Regions from separate parts of the Sus scrofa genome. Here region 1 is linked to region 2. Evidence: chromatin contacts called from public promoter capture Hi-C data. All regions are on one chromosome and are shown on one strand. Each heading gives the region's core, a stretch centred on a gene start, on an enhancer-like site or on the middle of the called end of the contact. The rest is flanking DNA. Distances are from core to core; before and after follow the strand shown. Region 1 has its middle 5.6 kb from the start of VPS41. Region 2 overlaps POU6F2 (POU domain, class 6, transcription factor 2).

Region 1 (4,731 bases), core at 1,558-4,057, 530 kb before region 2:
TATTGCGTTATCGTAATTTATGCAGCAGTCCCTTACTTTTGAATATTTATTTATTTTTTCTTTTCGCCTTTTCTAGGGCCACCCCCACGGCATATGGAGGTTCCCAGGCTAGGGGTCTAATGGGAGCCGTAGCCGCCGGCCTACACCACAGCCACAGCAACGCGGGATCCGAGCTGCGTCTGCGACCTGCACCACAGCTCACAGCCACGGTGGGTCCTTAACCCGCTGAGCAAGGCCAGGGATCGAACCCTGGGTTCCTAGTCGGATTCCCGTTAACCACTGCGCCACGACGGGAACTCCACTTTTGAATATTTAAAGTGCTTTCAATTTTTTGCTGTGAAGACATATTGTGATGTGCATTCTAACTTTGTGTACTTGCACCGTTTATAAATATTTCCTTAGAAAAATGTTCAGCGATGGAATGGCTTGGTCAGAGGCCCTTTGAAGTTGCCATAAGAGTTCTTCAGAAATATCAAGAAATGCCTAAAAAACCTCGTCTTTTGAATACTCTACTGTGGTAGTTCTGAATAATTCAGGAAGTCTTCTATTCATCTTTTGCATTTCCGTCGTCTGTCTCACTAACGAATGTTCCAGAGACCGTCTGGTCGGTCCCCAGACACAGACCTGCTTATGTGTAACCCATTTACTGAACTTCTTTCATATTTTTGACAGAAAAGCACAAAACTAATTTTTTTAACCTAAAGCATGGATTCAATCTGTTCAGAATCCAGGTGTTTAGCGGTGCCAAGAAAATGTATTATTTTATAGAGAATCTTTCATTTTCAATCAAAATTTTGAAACAAAATACTTAAACACATCCTGCCCATTGGATCCAAATATCATTTGTGAAACAAGGTCCATTTCTCAGCAAGAATCCAATTTCAAGGTATGTTTGTGGAGCAAGAGACTTTCTCTCCTATAAACCTGAGGCCTTTAAACACAAAGACACTGCAAATTGAGAAAGAGGAGGAAGAGGAGAGAAGAGGCGACGGGGAGGGAGGGTCTGCTTCACTAAGTAAAGGCCATGCCCGTCCTTAGCTGTGCCTCAAAATTTAATGTCGCCTGTGTTAACTGATTGAAACTTCACCGTCAGTTGTTTGCATAAATAGTAGTGTCAATGATTTCTAGCCAGACCCCTATTTAATCCGCAATACTGTGGCGTCTATACCTGCGGAGAAACAGAAAATACTATTGCGGTACCAGCGATAAACTAAAACACTGTGATGTTGGGGTGATGGTTTGTACTTACGTTGAACGTTGGCTCATGAAGAAAACCAAACCTCGTCATCACGCGGCTTTATTTTTTACTTTATTGTGTTTCTCTAGGATTCTAGTCGTCTCTTCTCTTCTCTTCCTCCTCTTTCTCAATTTGCAGTTATTCCAACCGAGGGGCTTATCTGCCATTTCAGGCATCACTGTCACAGGAGGGCCCCACGTCCTTATAGGCCCCTGACCCAGAAAAGGGTTTAGAGACTTTTGATTGTTGCCTTAAGGAGAGAAATGGCTTTAACCATTACTAGAGAAGACATATCCCCTCAAAAAGAGAGCTCCGCCAAGGAGAAAGAAGGACATTCCCAAAACGAGCATGTAAGGTAGCATCGTGGCCTAACGCGAAGCCAGACCTGCATCTTGCAGTCGCCCTTGTTAGATTCCCATGGGACATTTCTAGCTGGTTTGACAGCTACTGGAGAAAAGCAGTTGCTCCAGCCCCGCCATGCTTACGTAGCAGCACAAGAACCCAAGGCCTGACATCTCTAGTTGATGTAGCACCAACTTCTTTGGCATATAGATGCCTGGGAAGTTCTGGAGGAACCGCTCCTGCCGCACACCCCCCCCCCCAGCCACCTCCCAAGGCCATCCAGAATGTCCTCCTTTCATGCGTTTGCCTCGCTCTGGTTCCCGTAGTTCCCACTTCTAACGGGGATGCTCTAGCCTTGCTGTTCCCACAAGCCAGGTCCTACCCCTTCCCCACTTAAATCCACGCTGGAGACTCGCCGTCCTCCTTTTCGCTGTGCTTCAACACCTGACATTGGCAGGTGAGTGGAAAGATCTTTATGACACGATTTGCCACGGAGAAGAAGATCATGTCTTACCGTAGGTTGAGAGAAACGAAGGGCTTCCCTCTACCAAGGCTGCCCCTGGCCTTCTCCCTCTCTGAACTCTTTGCAGTGGTCGAGAAGGCCTGTTGGTACAGAAAGCCTGTTTGAAGTGTTCATGACATGGCGCAGTAGCCACTGATTGGACGGTCTATCCAGCACCCTCTCCTAGGCTTTTCCTCCCTGCCGCCCGTGCACCTCGCCCACCACCCACGTGGTGCCTGCAAGGCCCTCCCACTTGCTGGATATAATTTAATTGCTCTTCATCCCTTTCTCGGAAATTTTAGAAATAAGACTGCAAGAGGTCAAAAGATTTCCTGATTCTGTGAGCTATCCCAGAATAATTTTTGTTGTTGAAACAAATTTAGTTTTCTGATGCTTACAGTAAAATAAACAAGTAAATAAATGAATAAATAAAATCACTCACTCTTTAAACTGGTATGGACACACACGCACACACACACACATTCACAACTGGCTTTCTCCTCTAGGCCATCTTTCTGTCATATCCTCCTTGCCTTTGCTCTAGTAAATGGGCTTTGGTAACCAGGGAAACAGTCCCCATTCCCAGCCCTTAGGGATTAAGGAAACAAATCTCAGAATGAAAATAGGACTCAATTCCCTGCCCTTTGGATACAATCGGCACTCTCACCTCTCCTCTAGGTCCCCTCGTGGCCTGCAGGACTGTGCCACCCTTCTGTGAGCGGAACTTCAGCCCCCAGCTGATTTTACCACAGGCTCCTGTGCTAGATTTCAGATAAACTGTAGATGAGCTGAATACCAGACCGGAAATCCCTTTGAAAGGCAGTTTCAAGTTCAGGAGAAACTGTAATACGCAGCCCCTCAAAGATACTGGCTCAATTACCCGGTGCAGGGACTAGGTCAGCAGTGTACTAGCTTTGGGGTCCGTTCCTGGCTGATCTGGGGGCCGGGGGCCGTGCACGAGAGAATGTTCAAGATACTCCTGAGGGCGACTGGCCCGGCGGCCAGCCCAGAGCCTCCGGGCCATTGCCCTGGAGGATTCCTCTTGTGCTGAGAATACTTTGAGTTCAAATGAACAGATCTCCTCTCAGGTAAAAGGCCTGTGGTTGGAAGATAAGGCTCCTGCTTGTCTATGGAAAGGAATAAAGCACTAAACAACTAGGACTTAAACGCGAGCAGTACAGCCCTTGCTGAATAGGGTGCAATCCACTCTCACAGCATTGGATTTCTCTGTCCTTTGAGTTCTCATCTTATAATTCTTGGAAATCTTGCCTCTTCCAAAAACAGACTGAAGTGAATGACAGGTTTTTCTCTTCCTAATGATGTAAAGTATTGCTAAGTTTTCACTCTGACCCACAATGTGGAAACATTATCTATGGTGCTCCCTCTGTGCTAAACTGAAGCGTTGAGGAAAATATTCAGACGTTAGCTGTGATAGTCTTTGCAGACCTGGTATACTTTCAGTGTGATTTCATACCTGGGAAATGATTTGCTGTAACCCTTGGAAGATGCATTTGACAAATACATTTGTGCTGTTTCAGAGCCAGCTCTGTGGGCTGCTTCTGAGATTCCGAGTTTGCAGTACCCAGTCCAGAACATTCAAGTCGTGGGCACTTATTGTTTTGTTTGTTTGTTTTTGTGGGCGCTTATTGCTACAGCTATAAAACTTTTTTGTTTCATTGCTTTCATGACCAAAGGCTTTAAAAATATATTGACATTAAATCATTAAATATGGAAAAAAATTTGCTTTCTCAATGGGAATATTTAATCTTTCCAAGTACTAAGTAGAATTGATTTGTTTATTTATTTTGGCCGCACCCATGGCATATTTAAATTCCTAGGCCAGGGACTGAACCCAAGCTGCAGCTGTGACCTATGCCACAGCTACGGTAGCGTTGGATCCTTAACCCACTGCACCAAGGATTGAACCCATGCCAGATCCTTAACCCTCTGCTCCATAGTGGGAACTCTCAAAGTAGAATTAATTTTCATCTTCCAGAAAATTAAGAGTGTGCTTGAAAATCTCATTGCTAGGTATATCAACTCACTGTGCCTTAAAGGGTTTTATTTTGTTTCATTTTCTTTTGTTCTCTACCTACTGTATCCCACAGGAAGAAACTCATGCTACATCATGACCTAGATAGATCCATCACATACCCACACAACTGAAACCAAATTTCCATGCAGGAATACCTTTGTTTATGTGAGTCACACTGACAGCATGAAATTTTTCATTCTATCCAGTCTTATGCTATTCTCCCCTACAATATTCTGGTCCCCATTATGTTGATTTCATTATCTGCAATTGGGGTACAACCTTGCAATTTGAAAAGGACTGGATCATAATTTTTTTTTTTGTCTTTTTAGGGCCGCACCTGCCGTATATGGAGGTGCCCAGGCTAGGGGTCTAATCAGAGATGCAGCCACTGGCCTATACCACAGCCACAGCAATGCCAGATCTGAGCTGTGTCTGTGACCTACACCACAGCTCATGGCAATGCTGGATCCGTGACCCACTAAGCAAGGCCAGGAATCGAACCTGGGATCTAGTCAGATTCGTTTCCACTGTGCCACGACAGAAACTCCCGGATTGTAATTTTTGACAGTAAGAAAACAAGGCAGCTAAAGTAGACTGGAGCATCTCTGGTTTTTA
Region 2 (4,867 bases), core at 788-3,287:
GCTTAAGAAAGAACTGTCCAACAGTGGGGGAGAAAGACCAAGAGTTTAAGACAAACTTTAGGACTGAATAAAAACAGCATTCGTTTTTCATTAATTCCAACCACCTTACAGCCATCATCTGACACATTCTCCCAATTTGGGAGACAAGACCCACATGTTCTAATTGGGGCAAAATTAGTATCTGTCCACAGGTGGGCCCTTGTTTTGGATGCAGAAATTTTTGTGGTCTTGGGATTCATGGAAACCACAATAATATATTTTGTCATCTGACTGTCTGGATGAGAACGATCATATAAAAAAAGCCAGGCAGCTCATCTCGAGCATCAACAAATTGCACAAAGAAATACTGATTTCTCCTCCCCAGGCCTCTGCCCAACAGACCATTACCCTGTTTAAATTTCACCAGAATTCCCGTCTTATCCGCTAAGTAGAACCAGGAAAAAGACAAGCGTGGGATACGTGTGAGAGACGGAAGAAGGAGTTCAGCTTCCCGGTGTTAGGAGGGTTTGCTTGGGGCCTCACAGAAGTCCACGGGCTCAGTGGGCCAGGAACCCCCCTCCCCAGCTTTAGAGTAAAACTGTTGATAATCCACACAACGCTGCTCAGTGCGAGGGCGTGAGAGGCCACGGCTTTCTTTTCTTTTCTTTTTTTTTTTTGTCTTTTTAGGGCCACTCCCGCAGCATATGGAGGTTCCCAGGCTAGGGGTTGAATCAGAGCTACAGCTGCCAGCCTACACCACAGCCACAGCAACGCCAGATCCGAGCCAAGTCTGTGACCTACACAACAGCTCACAGCAACGCTGGATCCTCAGCCCACTGAGCGAGGCCAGGGATCGAGCCTGAAACCTCATGGTTCCTAGTCAGATTCATTTCTGCTGCGCCACGACAGGAACTCCCACAGCTTTCTTTTCAACTCTGGTTATTATTAGTGATCTGGCCAAAAGCATCCTGCACAAATCACACACATGGATTTAGCTGCTAGTCTCGAGGAACTAGTAAGGAGACAACAATAAAGGCAGCCAGGGAAGGGAAGATAGAAATAGAATGGACTCACCCAAAGCTGCATCCCAAGGCCTAACCCGCCGGCTTCTGCATTTTGCCAAATTAGGACTGGAGTAGAGCAGACCTCGCAGGTCCTTCCAGCCTAACTCAAGTTCATGTTCGTCTAGAGGTGGGGCCGACACAAGGCAACGAATGTACCCCCCACAGGACCTGCTTAGTTCTGCTCAGAGAAAAACCCTCCCCCCCAACTCCAGATTCCACTGGCCACCCCAGCCCACTGACCCCCAGACTCTTGCCACTTGCCATAAATCACGGGATCGGTGGAGGGAGGGCAAAGCCAAGGTGCCTGCAGAGCTGCCTACACAGCGGGTAGGGTCTGTGGATAATGAAGGGTCAAAGGAGGCCACGCCCCAACTCCACCAGACCAGAGCCACAGAGAAAGCTCCTGTCTGGGGGGTCAGGGGTTCCCCCACAGGCATCGGAATGGCCTGCGGTGCTTGTTAAAAACAGCCCTCCCAGGCCCCATCGGTGACTCCAAGACCTCCTGCACTAAGAAAACCACTGTCCTAAAAACCATCCGTGACAAGGAAATGCCCCGGCTTCCACTTCCCACTCTTGGTTTTGAAGCCGCAGGCCGGCCGGGTCCTCATTCTCTCTTGGACAGTGGCCAGGCCCCCTACCTGCGCTGTCCTGTGCCACGTGTCCCGCTCTGTTCTACAGCGGAGCTTCCGGGCTGCTCTCTCCTTAGGACCTTCTCCCACAACAAGGAGCCCGTTTGGGCTCTTCGGAGTTGCCCGCCCCCGCCCCAGGAAGCGGTCCCATCGGTCCCAGCACGGGGTCGGCCCGTTTGTGCTCGTCCTGCCCTTTCAGAAGACAACCACCACTGCCCGAAGGCGTTTCCACCTCCCTACCGCCACCTCCGAACCCACTCCCGCCCCCTGGGGGGTGCACGCTCCACGGGCAGGATCAGCAGAAAGGGCTCGGCAAGGCGGCAGGACTGAGGAGGCTGCAGGGGAGGGGAGGAGGAGGAGGAGGAGGAGGAGGAGCTGAAGGCGCAGCCGGGACCACTTCCCACTGACGGGGCCCAAGCGCAGACGCGGCCCTGGCCGCCAAATCTTCTAGCCTTTCAAAACAGGAAACCCAAATGTCCTCCGGAAATTTCCCAGGGTTTAATGTTGGCAAGTAATTCTCCCAGACTGAAGCACTCGAAAAGCTGAGTGTTCTCTGCAAGCTGCTCATCTGCAACTTCTACTCCAGGAATTTTTAAATGAAGAAATGGAGAAGGGGCTCAGAGCTGCTCTGTGCGTGGAGGTGACTTCCCAGAATCCTTAGCAAACCCTCCAAGCTGCCCCAGACTGCTCTGCTGGTGGGAATTAAGATCCAGAGGGCAGGAGTTCCCACTGCGGCTCAGCAGTAACGAACCCAACTAGTGTCCATGAGGACTCGGGTTCAATCCCTGGCCTTGCTCAAGGGGTTAAGGATCCAGAGTTGCTGTGAGCTGTGGTGTAGGTGGCAGAAGCGTCTCAGATGTGGCATTGCTGTAGCTGTGGTGCAGGCTGGCAGCTGCAGCTCAGGGTCTACCCCTAGCCTGGGAACAGTGCAGCCAAAAAAAAAAAAAAAAAAAAATCCAGAAGGTATCACCCACCAGGCAGAACCCAAACAAATCCTCATTAACAGAGTGATGCCAGCTTTCTGGGGTGAATTTGGGGAGAAAAAGCAGCCAAATCAGTTTTATAGCCACCCTCGGCCCCTGCCCATGGACGTAGATTCTCAATGTCCTAAACGAAAGTCCCCACTCCCAGCACAAGCTCCCTCCTCCTGCTACTCAAACCCTCGAGGGCCCCACAGCCCCGCTTGCCTCGCTGCAGCGGTGCCCGCCCACACCCGGCTGCCACCGACCAGAGTATTCTCTAAAAGCTGCCCGCTGGGCGGGGCCCTCCCAGTGACATGTCCCAGAGACATCCCAGACAGATGTACCCTCCCCGTCACCTCGCCTCCGCTGTAAATTCCAGTGCGGGTGCCCCGCGGTCAGTCCTGACTACCCTCGACCTGGTATTTTCCTCGCATCGTGTCTCCTTGGTAAGGCTGGGCCCCAGCCGCCTGCAGGCAGCGAACTCCACAGAGGCTGGAACCCTCTTCTCTTTCTCTTGCTCCTTCTCTGCACTCGCTGGGACTCCCAGGAGTCGCCTGGGAAGTACGGACGGACGAACCGCTGTGGCTACGCCCACTTTGCACCTGTCTTCCCCCAGCGAGATTAGGCCTAGTGGCGTGTGAACGTCCTACAGGACTCTGTTTTAATGAGAGAGGAGAGCACAGCGTACCCTCCCTGGCTGATGCCAGTGACGCAGCCCCTCTCCCCTGTAATGACAGAATCTACATAAGCGCTAAGCCCCCCATTGATATGAACAGCTTTGTTTCAAAGTCCTTGAGAAACTGGCCATTGGGCGACAGATGTTTAGTTCTTCTCACGGTAACAGGAGCGCCTTAGACAAGTCGTGGGATGGGCTGCAAGTGGGGGGTTCTTGTGTAGGGAGAGGAAGAGAAAAACCTTTCACCTAAGTCGGAGGAATGAGGGACAAACGGCAGGGTCAGCTCGCAGGAGAGGGCTTCACTCCAGGCAGGACGGAGGGGCACTTGGAAGTCGCCACCATCCCCGGCCAGCCGTGTTGTCTCCAGCCTGGAGCAGGCGTTCTTGTATCCAGAGATCAGGAGCCCGGGCCAGGGTGGCGGGGGGCGGGGGTGTTCATTCTCCAGCTGTTGTGTCATTTCCCTTGATAAGTCCTAAATTGACCGCGTTATCTGGCACCAAAGGAGCCTTCCTGCAGTAGGCATTTTTTATCATGCGCCCTTTCAGGGGACAAAGCTGTCTGTGTCACTAAACTGCTACTGGGGGGAAACAAACCACAACGGTGTTCTCGCAGCTTCATCAGCAGGCTCTTCCGAGGGGCTGATGTGAACACAGGAAATCAGGCGACGTTACCATCTGTGTAACAGTGCCGTGGTGACCGGGGATGGAAAATGCAAAATACTGCCTTTTTCAGGGACGATTTTTAGCACTAAAGAGTCCGATTAAGACACTTCAAATGGACACCTCTCCATCTCGGTATCTTTGCATGATATCGGAACATGTCTATGGGCAAAATGGAGCGCCGTCCCCCGAGCCAGGGCCTGGCCGTTGATGGTTACAGGCCCTAAGGAAGGCGCCCTCGCCTTGTGGAAGGGGGACCGTGGGCTAGCGGTGGCTTGATCTGGGCTACAGCTCTCTCGAAGGAGGACGTGTGGCCATGTAATGAGTTGAGGATGGGGGCCTGTGTGCCTCACTGGGGAGACAAGGAACATTCGACCCTGGCTGCCCCACCGCTTGGCTGTCATAAATGCAGCCACTTTCTGCTCAACCGGGATGAACCCATCGTACCCAGATGTGCGGTGACGTATTGATCCTATTTTTAAACACATCTCCACAGATCCTCAAACGGCAGCGGGTGAGGTGGATGGGGTTAATCTGGAGGAGATCCGAGAATTTGCCAAAGCTTTTAAAATCCGGCGCCTGTCCCTTGGCCTGACCCAGACTCAGGTGGGCCAGGCTCTCAGTGCCACCGAGGGCCCCGCGTACAGCCAGTCGGCCATCTGCAGGTAACCCGTGCCCGCATGCTGTCACCTCTCCGGGCCGGCCCGGGCCTCCTTGTCCTCTCGGCCCGGCTTCTCTCCTTCGGGTGGGCAAAGCTGGAGGGTTAGAGTGTGGGAACGGAGTTCGGGGTGGCTGTGTGCTGGCACTGCTGATACTGATAGAAATGGAGCTGCTCAAGCAGACTTGGGGACCTGGCTTGATAACTCCTGTCAACTCGCAAAGAGCTTCCGAGGCGGTT

The links. Promoter capture Hi-C pulls out the DNA fragments that hold promoters and counts their contacts.
Region 1: a promoter capture Hi-C map of liver shows a contact between it and region 2, with 6 times the contacts expected there. The contact joins two enhancer-like sites. A contact is called at or near these places in 3 of 5 promoter capture datasets (fetal liver, fetal skeletal muscle and liver) and 1 of 47 Hi-C or Micro-C datasets (embryonic fibroblasts).

The regions. Positions count from the first base shown.
Region 1 is chr18:55,285,692-55,290,422 of Sscrofa11.1, reverse strand. No RefSeq gene overlaps it. Among named protein-coding and RNA genes, the nearest start is that of VPS41, 5.6 kb to the left of the region's middle. Within about 2 kb of position 2,807, at least 13 of the 83 cell types and tissues checked have an H3K27ac peak or open chromatin away from gene starts, as enhancers often do. A contact at or near this core is called in liver, where this site is marked.
Region 2 is chr18:54,753,096-54,757,962 of Sscrofa11.1, reverse strand. POU6F2 (POU domain, class 6, transcription factor 2) reads left to right here. Exons shown (of 10, transcript XM_021079083.1): 9 at 4,466-4,634. Among named protein-coding and RNA genes, the nearest start is that of YAE1D1, 92 kb to the right of the region's middle. Within about 2 kb of position 2,037, at least 13 of the 83 cell types and tissues checked have an H3K27ac peak or open chromatin away from gene starts, as enhancers often do. A contact at or near this core is called in liver, where this site is marked.